Linked DNA regions of Zea mays: region 2 is linked to region 1. The links are chromatin contacts, called in public Hi-C maps. All regions are on one chromosome and are shown on one strand. The core of a region is the stretch at or near the end of the contact, and the rest is flanking DNA. Distances in the headings are between cores, read along the strand shown.

Region 1 (4,861 bases), core at 1,255-3,754:
GTGATGATTTTCTATGACAAGAAATGGTCCAGAAAATGAAAGACAAGTATGATAAGTATTGGGGAAACTGTCATGAACCTCTTGGCGAAACTAGTAGAAATGTGAATGAGAGAGGGAAGGGGAAGGAGAAAGAAAAAGAGAATATGAACATGCTGATTTTTGTTGCTGCAGCTTTGGATCCAAGATACAAACAATCAGAATACACAAAGCTAGCGATTGAAGAGATGTTTAGTGAGGAAAATGGACATAAGGTTTGGGCTGCTGTTAAACTATGTGTTCGACAATTGTTTGAAGAATATAGAAGACTTTATGCTCCACCTGATGCAACAACACCAGCCAATGATTCTCAAGAAGCAAGACAGTCCAAAGGCGGAAGGATGAAGTCCTTAATTGCACAAAAACTGAAACAACACAACTATGGCGGTGGCAACAACAAATCTGAGCTTGAAAAATACCTTGCTGAAGATACTGAACCAGAAGATAATAAGTTTGATATTTTAGGATGGTGGAAGGTGAATTCCTCAAGATTCCCGGTATTAGCACACTTGGCTCGTGATGTGCTACCAATTCCGGTGTCAACTGTTGCTTCAGAATCAGTTTTTAACACGTCTGGAAGAATCCTTAATGACTTCAGGACATCTCTTACTCCATTCATGGTGGAAGCACTTGTTTGCACTCAGGATTGGCTGCGAAGGACCACTCCAATTAATATCCAGGAGGACATGGAGCAGTTGGCTGAATTAGAAAAAGGTAACCATTGCTTCATCTTATTTATTATACTTTATAGTTGTATAGGTTAATTCTAATCCAAATTAAGATATTATTCGCATGTTGTGTAATGCCTCCACCACACTTTTAGAGTTGATTGAAGAACATGGTGAAAAGGGAAAAGGCAAACACAGAGGTAGTGGGCAGGAATAGGATGGCTCATGGTCACAATCAAGCAAAGCTAGCAAGTCGACACACCAAAGCACATCCTAGTTGCTAACCAGTTGCATTGTGAGTGTTCATTCTCAATAAAATTTATAAGCTTCTACTTCACAGGCAAGTCCACAAGTGTAATTGAATTAGCCTTTTCTTTTGTTTTCTTTTCTTTAGCCTTGCAAGGAGGCTCCGACGGCTGTGTCATTCCACTACCGCGTCAATCTGAAAGTGGAGGATCTGAAAATCGTGAACAGCCAACAGATCCACATGTCAGTCGAGGACTGTGCAAATGTGCTGCTGGCACGGTTGTCCATCACAGGCTCACAGCGCCACACACCATGTTCTAGTTCTAAACTATTTTTTTATTGTAGTTCTGAACTATTTTGTGATGTATTAAGTTACTGCTTGTGATGTTGTGAACTATTTTATTGTCTCGCAGACTATAGTTGCTTCGCTTCTAGTTCTGAACTTATGCCTGATTGTGAATTTGTGATGTCCTGGTTTGTTCGGTCAGTAAAAAACCGAACCGAATTTTTCAGAAAACCGAATTTTCAGTTATTATTCGTTGGCACACTATTTCAGTTTTAAATTTTTAAAAACCGAACTTTTTATAACCGAAAAAACCGAACCAATTTCTTGGTTAAAACCGAATGCCCAGGCCTGGCTACAGCTACCAGTAGGCTGTAGCTTACTACTCCTAGACTGCAGGGTATAGGGTACACCTATAGATGTCCAAATGGGCAGCCCAGCCCGGCCCGAGCACGACTTGGCCCGGCCCGATTGAGCCCGGCACGTTTAGGCCCGATCACTTAACCGTGCCGGGCCGGGCCGCCCGACGTGCCCAGATTGCTACCCGAGCACGGCACGGTGGAGGCCCGATCGTGCCGGGCTGGCCCGAATAGCACTGCCCATTTAGTATTCCGGGCCGGCCCGAGCCCGCAAATCATACAATCATACTTAACACAGAAAACTTAAAACTGACATCCTTCCTAAACACAAACGCGCTCTGCACCAAGAACTATATACAACGTAGAAACTAGCCGCGTCGTCACTCGTTTTGTGGTAACCTGCACTGCAGCACTTGCTGAGACAGGTAGCCTTGCTATAGGCTAGCTAGTGTCACTTGCCGAGGACAAGCAAGCAGGCCAGGGAGACATGGCACTGACAGTGTTCAAGACCACCGAGCAGCAGCTCCTCCTGTGTCCCGTGCCAGCAGGCCGTCGAGCAGGGCGCTGGGGATGCCGCCGCTGCCGGCGTCGAGAAGGCTACCGTCACACTGAAGGAGACGGACCGCGGCCCAACAGGAGGGAGCGTCGCCGCCGCGCTGAGAGGAGGAGGGAGCGCCGCGTCGAGATCGAGAGCAGGGAGCGCCGCCGCCGTCGCACGGAGAGCTGCTTAGGGTTTGGGTTTGGAGACGCCGGACGCACACGATTTATATAGAGTTACAGACGCAGCGAGCTGCTTAGGGTTAGACTTTAGAGCGAAGTGGGTCGTTCGCGTATGGTGGTAGCCCAGTACTGTATATATATTGTACCTGAGTTGTTAAACGGGCCGGTTTAAAGGCCCGGTTAATAACGGGCCGTGCTCGGGCTAGCCCAACGGGCTCAAATATCTGTCAAGCCCGGCACGCTCTACGGGCCGGGCTCAGCCCGGGCCCACTTCAAACCGTGCCGTGCCGGGCTCGTGTCGTGCTAAAAACTCGTGCTTCGTGCCGGGCTAACGGGCTACGTGCTATTTGGACATCTATAGGTACACCAGCCCAGAAGGCATTGAAGAAGGGACCACGTGCACACGTGATGACACTTGACAGTGGTGGCCTAACCGGGACCGTAACCATCAAAAGCCTGAAACTTTTCTTTTTATACAGCTACGAAAGAGACGATCTGATCACATTACCCCTCTCCCCAAGAACACCAAGCCTTTATTAGGAGACGGCTACTCTGGTGAGAGCTGCAAATCACCTCCTGCGTGTCCAGGTGTCCAGCACCACTCCAACGCTGACGCGCAGGTCCCCTCCCTTTGCTCCTCCTCGGATGTGCCAGGCGACGAGCTCCTCACCGTGAGCCCTCCACTCGGCACCTCGCCTCCTCCTCGAACTCCGTTCAGCGCTCGGCCTCAACCCAGCGGAGCTCAACTCCAGGCGAGGCAAGACGATGTCGTGCTTCACCCAGCTAAGCCTCCACGCCTGATGCCCTCCTTGCGCGCTGCCCCAAGCCCCAGCCGCCAGCCGCCAGCCACCCCCGTGCCGCCAGCCCCGGATTCACAGCCACCAGCTCGCGACAGCGCCGCTCATTAGGCCGGCGCGGCCCCTTATGACGGCGTGCCTGCCACTAGCGGCGGCGCGGCCCTTCTCCCCTTCGCCTGCGCGGACGCACCCTTACAGCCTCCCCTCCACCGATGCCGACGACGCCACCTGGGCCGAACCTGATCTGGGCGGCACGACCGTGGCTCCCCTCACCTCTAGCGGTGTGTCATCAAGGCGTTCCTAGTACACAACGTCTTGGTAAACACAGTGCAGCAGACATCATATTTGTAAAAACTTTCAGACAGATGAAAACGCAGGATGATAAGATATATGACGCAACGCAGACATCATATTTGTAAAAACTTTCAGACAGATGAAAACGCAGGATGATAAGATATATGACGCAACACATCCCCTCGGTGGCTTCGGAGAAAGACAGATAATGACAGTTGAGACTTGGGAAGATAACAATGTACCTTCGGCTATATTCATAACACAAGAACAGGGTTCCATAGCTGTGCATGGAAGTCAAGAGTCTGCTAGAATGACATAAGGGAACATGACAGATAAAAAGTCTATCCATAACATAGATTAAGCTGAAGCTCGTCAACTGTACAAGCATAACAAAGATAAGACTGACTCAGCAGACCAACCAAAACCCATGCTTATATGTGAAGACATAGCCGACCAGAAGGTGTTGCTGGAATCTCAATTTTCTGATGAACAAGAAAAAATTTTGTTGATGTTTCTGTTCTACAACAAGGATGTCTTTGTTTGGTTAGCTAATGATTTTTGTGATGTCAACAGATATCTCATTTAGCACTCACTTAATGTAGATCCGGCTATCAGAACAAGAAAGCAAAAGCTTCAGAAGATATCCGATAATAAAGCTGAAGGTGCAAAAAAACGAAGTCAAAAGGCTCTTGACCACTACGGTTACGCCGCCTTGGATTCCATGTGACCTTTTGTCAACTGTAGCAAAAAAAAACGACACCAAAAATCAAAATGGAATAATAGACAAAAATTGGTGCTGGATATAATAATATTTATAGTAGTATACAACATATACAATCCACGTAAATAACTCGAATCTTAAGAGTATCTAAGAGGGTAAGGACATGTAGAACCCTAAACCCATAGAATAGTTCTATATACATAATACAATCCTGAGTTTCTAAATAATAAGTGCAGCAAGGATACAATATGTTTAGAGAATCGTGTAAACACAGACTCTTTGTAAATAGCCCATCTTTTTTCAATTAGTACCATACAGACCCTCATTTAATTTGATTGTACATGCCCTAAGTGCTAAAAAACGCAAGATACTTTATCTTGATGAAATAACGTCTCGCCAAGTCTAAGATATGGTTCCACCCATACAATACACATAATTGAGTCGTATGAACGAGATTATTAGATATATCTGGTGCTTGGAGAACCGTAATACAGTATCGGTTGTAGGTAAACATGTCGCTTGTAGACTTTGTAGTGAAGCAGAGCGCAGTGTGGACTATGGAGCGTGCACTATGCAGTTTGTTGTGTTTTTAGATAAACTTTACTCCCTTCTGTTATCGTTTTGGACAAGGTTTGAGCCAAATTTATAAAATTTTGACTACAAATAACTATTTTATTATGTAGTTTTGAAACATAATGTTTATATACACCGATTTATCTTAACAAATACTTTTATAA
Region 2 (5,406 bases), core at 659-3,158, 240 kb after region 1:
GACATGATATCCGTGCATGGAGTATGAGAAGAAGTATCCAGAGGATGCAGCAAGCAGACCTTGAAATGAAAAGTATCATCGATCTGAGAGTTGCCTGCTGGCTGGGCTGGTGTCCTTCCTGTAAGTTCATTACCATCTCTGCTCCTGGTGTTAGAGCTGATTGACGTGCGGATGATGGCTTTTAAATTTTAATGTCATGAGGCTTGATCATTCAGAAATACAGCATAGCAGTTTGGCAACTTCCAGAAGCATACGCCTGAGGAGCGCAACGTCACTTCGCCAATATTTTTGTGTATGTGTGTTACCAATCACTGGAAAAATACTAACGTTTTTTTCCGGAAATTTTGATCATTCGTTTTATTCAAAATATTTATTTAAAAATATAAAATTTTAAGTCAAACATAAACTAATTTAAATAATAAAACAAATTATAAAAATAAATGATAACTCATTATTTTTTAAGTAAAATAAATAGTTATAATTTTTTTAAAAAATCAACGGTATCATATATTTATAAAATGGAGAAAGTAACAATCTATGCAATAGCTTGTACAGACTAGAATGAGAAGGCCACTTCCGCAGAAAAGAAGTGTGGGACAGGAGATCATATTTGAATCAGCTTGCCAGGTCTCATTTGGTGGCACCCCAAAACTAGCTCAGTTCAGCGCTCGCTCGTGGTAAAAGGTTAACTAATCTGCATCACAATCCACATTAACACGACATGGATTCAAGCGAATCTGGATGAAGCTAAGGGCCTGTCTTTACTTCAAAAACTTCAGATTTGATTTTCCAGCTTCACCATAAAATAACTCCAACAAATTATTAAGGTGGGGTTTTCAAAAGCGTTTGGCTTGCATATGGACTATAGCTTCTATATTACAATTGATTTACGTGAGTTTACTTAATTATTCTTAATGATTAGTGGCCTGTCGCGAGAGAACGGAAGTTGTATGTTGCGTAATCAGTGATATGGTAGGTAATTTTCGTACAACTTCATGAGGAGATATAAAAACAATGTTTTTGAAGCACCCTTTAAAAAGCTTTATGAATTCATGAAACTTGCCTCTAGTTTCAATTTTTTTAAAGCTAGAGCTCGTGGAGCTGGACCTGTTTGGGTGAAAAAAATTGGAACAAAGTTGAAATTTTTGAAGTGAAGCTCTATCAAACAAGACCTAAATTAGGCTTGGTTTGGGATGGATTAGCATGGAAAATGAGCTGGTTTTCCACTTCTAGTCTTGCCCAGCTCAGGGCTTGTTCGGTTAGCTCTCAATTCATATGGATTGAGTGGGATTGGGTGGGTTTAAATCCCGAGCAAGTCAAACTTCTTCTTAATTTTTTCCAATCTCATCCAATCCATGGGTAACGGGATTAACCGAACAAGGCTTCATATGGATTGGATTGCAATCAAAAGATGTGGATTTGATTGGATTCAGTTGCAGTCAAACAAGTCTAGGAAACAATAAAAAGTTGCACTATTTTCCACGAGGATAGATAAATATATGTGTTACAAATCCTTGTTCTGTTGTTTTAACGTTGATAGATAAATACGTATCACAAATCCTTGTCCTGCGACTTTACAATCGATGGACGAATATGTGTCACGAATCCAAAGCAGACACAGTTCCTGCTACGGACGGGTTTTTTCCCCCGAGAGGAGATGATTCTGGAATCTAAACTCGACACGTGGGCCGTGGCGGGCCGGTGGCCGCAGCCTTGCGGCCTTGCCCGAACCGGAGCTTTTGACGGGCCCACTATCATTGACAAACCCCACCTCCCCGAAGGACGAAGCTCCGATCCAACGGCCAGATCACCTCAGCCACATCCAACGGCCAGGCGGGGTCTCACCTCAACCTCCCCGCCTCTACATAAATGCCTCCACCACGCGAGCCTCAAAACCTAACGCTGTCCGCCGCCACCTCTCCTCCGGCATCGACGAGGCGAAACCCTAGCGCCCGAGTCCCTCTCCCTGCTCCCACAACCCATGGCGGCGGATATGGCGTACGCGCCGCCGATGAAGGCTGGCAAGGCCGGGTTCGAGGCTGGCATGATGGATCCACAGCACAGGATCCGCATCACGCTCTCCTCCAAGAGCGTCAAGAACCTCGAGAAAGGTACGCTCGCCGATGTCTTCTCCTTTGTTCATGCGGCGTTGGGTTGGGATCGAAGGACTGACCTCGTGCTCGTTGTTGCGGCGTTGCGCTTTGAGCAGTCTGCGGGGATCTGGTGAAGGGCGCCAAGGGTAAGGAGCTCAAGGTCAAGGGCCCCGTGCGGATGCCTACCAAGGTGCTCCACATCACCACCAGGAAGTCTCCCTGTGGAGAAGGTGACCTCTCCTTACCTCCCCCTCAACTTCTCACGTCCAACAGGAAGGTCTCGAATCGTCACGTTTGTTGTGATGGATATCTAGAGCTGTGGGTTGCGATGTGTGGTATGCTGAGCAGATGATGTTAACATCTACATCGACTGAGATCTTTCGGGATCTCTGATGTCCAAAAATCGAGCTTTTTAAAACTGATGCTTAGCGTATTGTCACCGAGAAAGATTCATCTTCGTTTACGGATCATGTTGTATTAATGTGTATCAACATTTAAGCGCATTTGTGTGGTGTCGTATTCTTTGGATACGATCTTAGGCTGAACATATGATGTTAACTAGGAGATGCTGCTGAGATATTACATCATTGAAGTCTCTAAAACCGAGCTTTTTAAAACTGATGCTTGGCCTATGATAGTATGTTTAGTGCGGATCACATTCTAGATATTGCATGGTTTTAGCTAAACATTGGTTTAGTTACTGTTTTTGATCATATACTACTTTCACACTGGCTGTTAAATAATCTTTTTGTTTGGGCCTGTCTCAAATTTAGCATGCATCGTTTAGTATTGAATAGGCTTTGCCCAGAGTTGGTAGTCTTGATGGTGAAATTGCGTGACCAATTTTGGGCATTCAAGGCCTTTGTTTCCTGATTTCCAACAGTTGCTGCATATTTTTTAAGGGAACAGCTGATGCATATATTAAGTTACCATATATTCTTTTTTGATACCTTCTTGCTTTCCTAAATATCCTTCTGTATCCTAGAAAGTTAAGCTCAATACTGAGCATCTACTTTATTTTAGGGCTTCACCCTGTCACTCTAAGTTATCTGAGTTAATGTGTTGGGCACTTGGGCTTGATCTTTGTTGTGGGCTAACCATGTGATGCTAAACAATTTACTCCTGAGATTTTCTGAGGACTTAACAAATTCGAGCTTTTTAAAACTGATGGTTGGCCCCATTTCATTCTCTAATCATTTTTACTTTTACTACACTTTTGAGGATGTTCTTTGTTTCTTTGTTAAATAGGATCTGCACTTGTATGCCTTGAGTATATGGGTTATGTCATTTTGTTACATTGAATGACCCTATGTATGGTAGGTTAATATATGGGTTATGTCATTTTCAGACTATGGTTTTGTTATTTTCTGGACATGCTGGGCAGGTGATGATGATGTTTGGACTGATACTTGATGTCTCAAAATCGAGCTTTTTAAAACTGATGCCCAGTTCATCCTTGACTTAAATGCTGTGATGTTTCTTATTATCCTCTGACAGGTTTTCTTTTCGGAGTTCACTTTTGATACACATTGTTGATACAGTTATTGATAATTGTCTTGACTATTTCAGGTACCAACACCTGGGATCGCTTTGAGATGAGGATTCACAAGAGGGTGATCGATCTCGTCAGTACACCAGACGTTGTCAAGCAGATCACCTCAATCACCATTGAACCAGGTGTCGAGGTTGAGGTGACTATCAGTGACGCTTAATATGGTAGCCTTATCATTTCAAAAGGCTTCTAGTGAACAGGATATTTTCAATTCCTAGTGAGAACTTGTGTAACAGAGGAATCCAAGTATTTCATATCAAAGTTTAAAAGTCTTATCGAGGGTTCGCGGTATGGATGTATCCTGTTTCAAATGATTTCTCCTAATGTATGAATGAAAACGGTTAATGGATGCCCCAGTATGCATTGCTTTTCATGACGTGAGAAATATAGATTCTGTTTCAGATGTTATCAGATGAACCAGAGTTGCCTGTTTCACTGTACCTGAATGCGTTTTTGTTGATAGTTTCTTTTACTAGAGTATTTTGTGGTTTTTAATCTGGGTTTCTCTAGATATGTTAATGTGACGCTAAAAATACACGGTAACTGGTCAGATTAGAAGCACCGACACTGGCTCGTCGTGTAGTTTGGTATGGGTTGCCGAGCCATTTTTGAAGACAGTGACAGAGCAGTAGTATAGAGAGTACAAGTATCTATATATGGTTTTCAGCTTATATGATAAACTATCAATGGTGGTATCACGTGGTAGTCTTCGGATAAACGTGCTAAGTAGGATGTTGAACTCATTAGCAACGTGTATAATAATGGCGTGACTAATATTCAAACAAACAGAGACGATGATTTCCTGATTGGAATATTACTATATCAAATTTCAGCTTTGACCCTTTTTGCATTAGTGATGGATGAGATACAAGAGACATAAGAAAATATCCCATGTATTTTTTACATACCATCATGGCAAACTAGTTTATTGGAACTTTGATTATTGATTTTAGTTTTGTGTTGTGTAGCGGGAGCAAGTAAAAAAAGACGAAACATATTTTTTGGTGTAAGGAGCTCTTGAAGTTGCCATGTGTACTGGATGTTTTGCTAAAAAGAATCTCTAATAAGCATTTCTTGAATAGAATATGAGATTATGATAATTTGATATCTAAATTATATAATTTGGCCTAATAATCCATCTAAATTATTTAAGCCAAATTATATAATGTAGGCATATTATAATATGAAACAAATGAGCCTTTAGTTGACGGAAGTCGAGCGGGATTAAATAGAAACTAGAGTTATGGCTAGAGTTTGAAGGTTCTAGACTCGTTAGAAATAAAACCGGATATTTGAGATATAACATAAGTCCTAATGCACATAGGGGTGGTAATGGACCGTGATCCAAATATTTCTTCAGAAATTGTTAGGGCCCTAAATTATTTTTAGTTCAAAAATGAATAGAAATAATGTCCAATCCAACTCATCCAATACTTACATTTTGTAGTGTAAAATTTAGATCCCATTGTCACCCCTAACTATACACGAGGAAGGAGATGTTGGTTTGGAAGGTTAAGTATGGTCCAAGAACGATACCTTTCGATACTTAGATCAATTCCACATAGAGACAAGAATATTGACGAAAAATGTTAGTTATATAATAAAAGCAGAGTGAATAAAATCACAAATATATGTCATTTTATATGATAAGCAAGCATTGTCGGTGTTTTGGGTCCGACCGCACACCCGGGGTTGCCCCCTCAAGGTGTTTTTAGGAGTAGGACGGTGTCGACAACTGTAGCAAAATGGTTCGTGCCGATT

Evidence for each region. A called contact is a pair of places that touch in the nucleus more often than the background predicts.
Region 2: a Hi-C map of ear shows a contact between it and region 1, with 3 times the contacts expected there. The contact joins the promoter of LOC100194044 here to the enhancer-like site in region 1. A contact is called at or near these places in 3 of 25 Hi-C or Micro-C datasets (ear, leaf and tassel).

Annotation. Positions count from the first base shown.
Region 1 is chr9:24,289,832-24,294,692 of Zm-B73-REFERENCE-NAM-5.0, forward strand. No RefSeq gene overlaps it. Among protein-coding and RNA genes, the nearest start is that of LOC118473291, 11 kb to the right of the region's middle. Within about 2 kb of position 2,505, at least 20 of the 20 cell types and tissues checked have an H3K27ac peak or open chromatin away from gene starts, as enhancers often do. A contact at or near this core is called in ear, leaf and tassel, where this site is marked.
Region 2 is chr9:24,533,616-24,539,021 of Zm-B73-REFERENCE-NAM-5.0, forward strand. It overlaps LOC100194044 (40S ribosomal protein S20), which reads left to right and starts at 1,909. Exons shown (of 3, transcript NM_001377195.1): 1 at 1,909-2,111; 2 at 2,210-2,323; 3 at 3,663-4,016. The coding sequence starts at 1,982. The coding sequence ends at 3,805. It overlaps LOC111590248 (small nucleolar RNA SNORD36), which reads left to right and starts at 2,436; the gene lies at 2,436-2,521. It overlaps LOC111590252 (small nucleolar RNA SNORD36), which reads left to right and starts at 2,636; the gene lies at 2,636-2,720. LOC111590250 (small nucleolar RNA SNORD36) reads left to right here and starts at 3,189; the gene lies at 3,189-3,267. It also overlaps LOC111590251.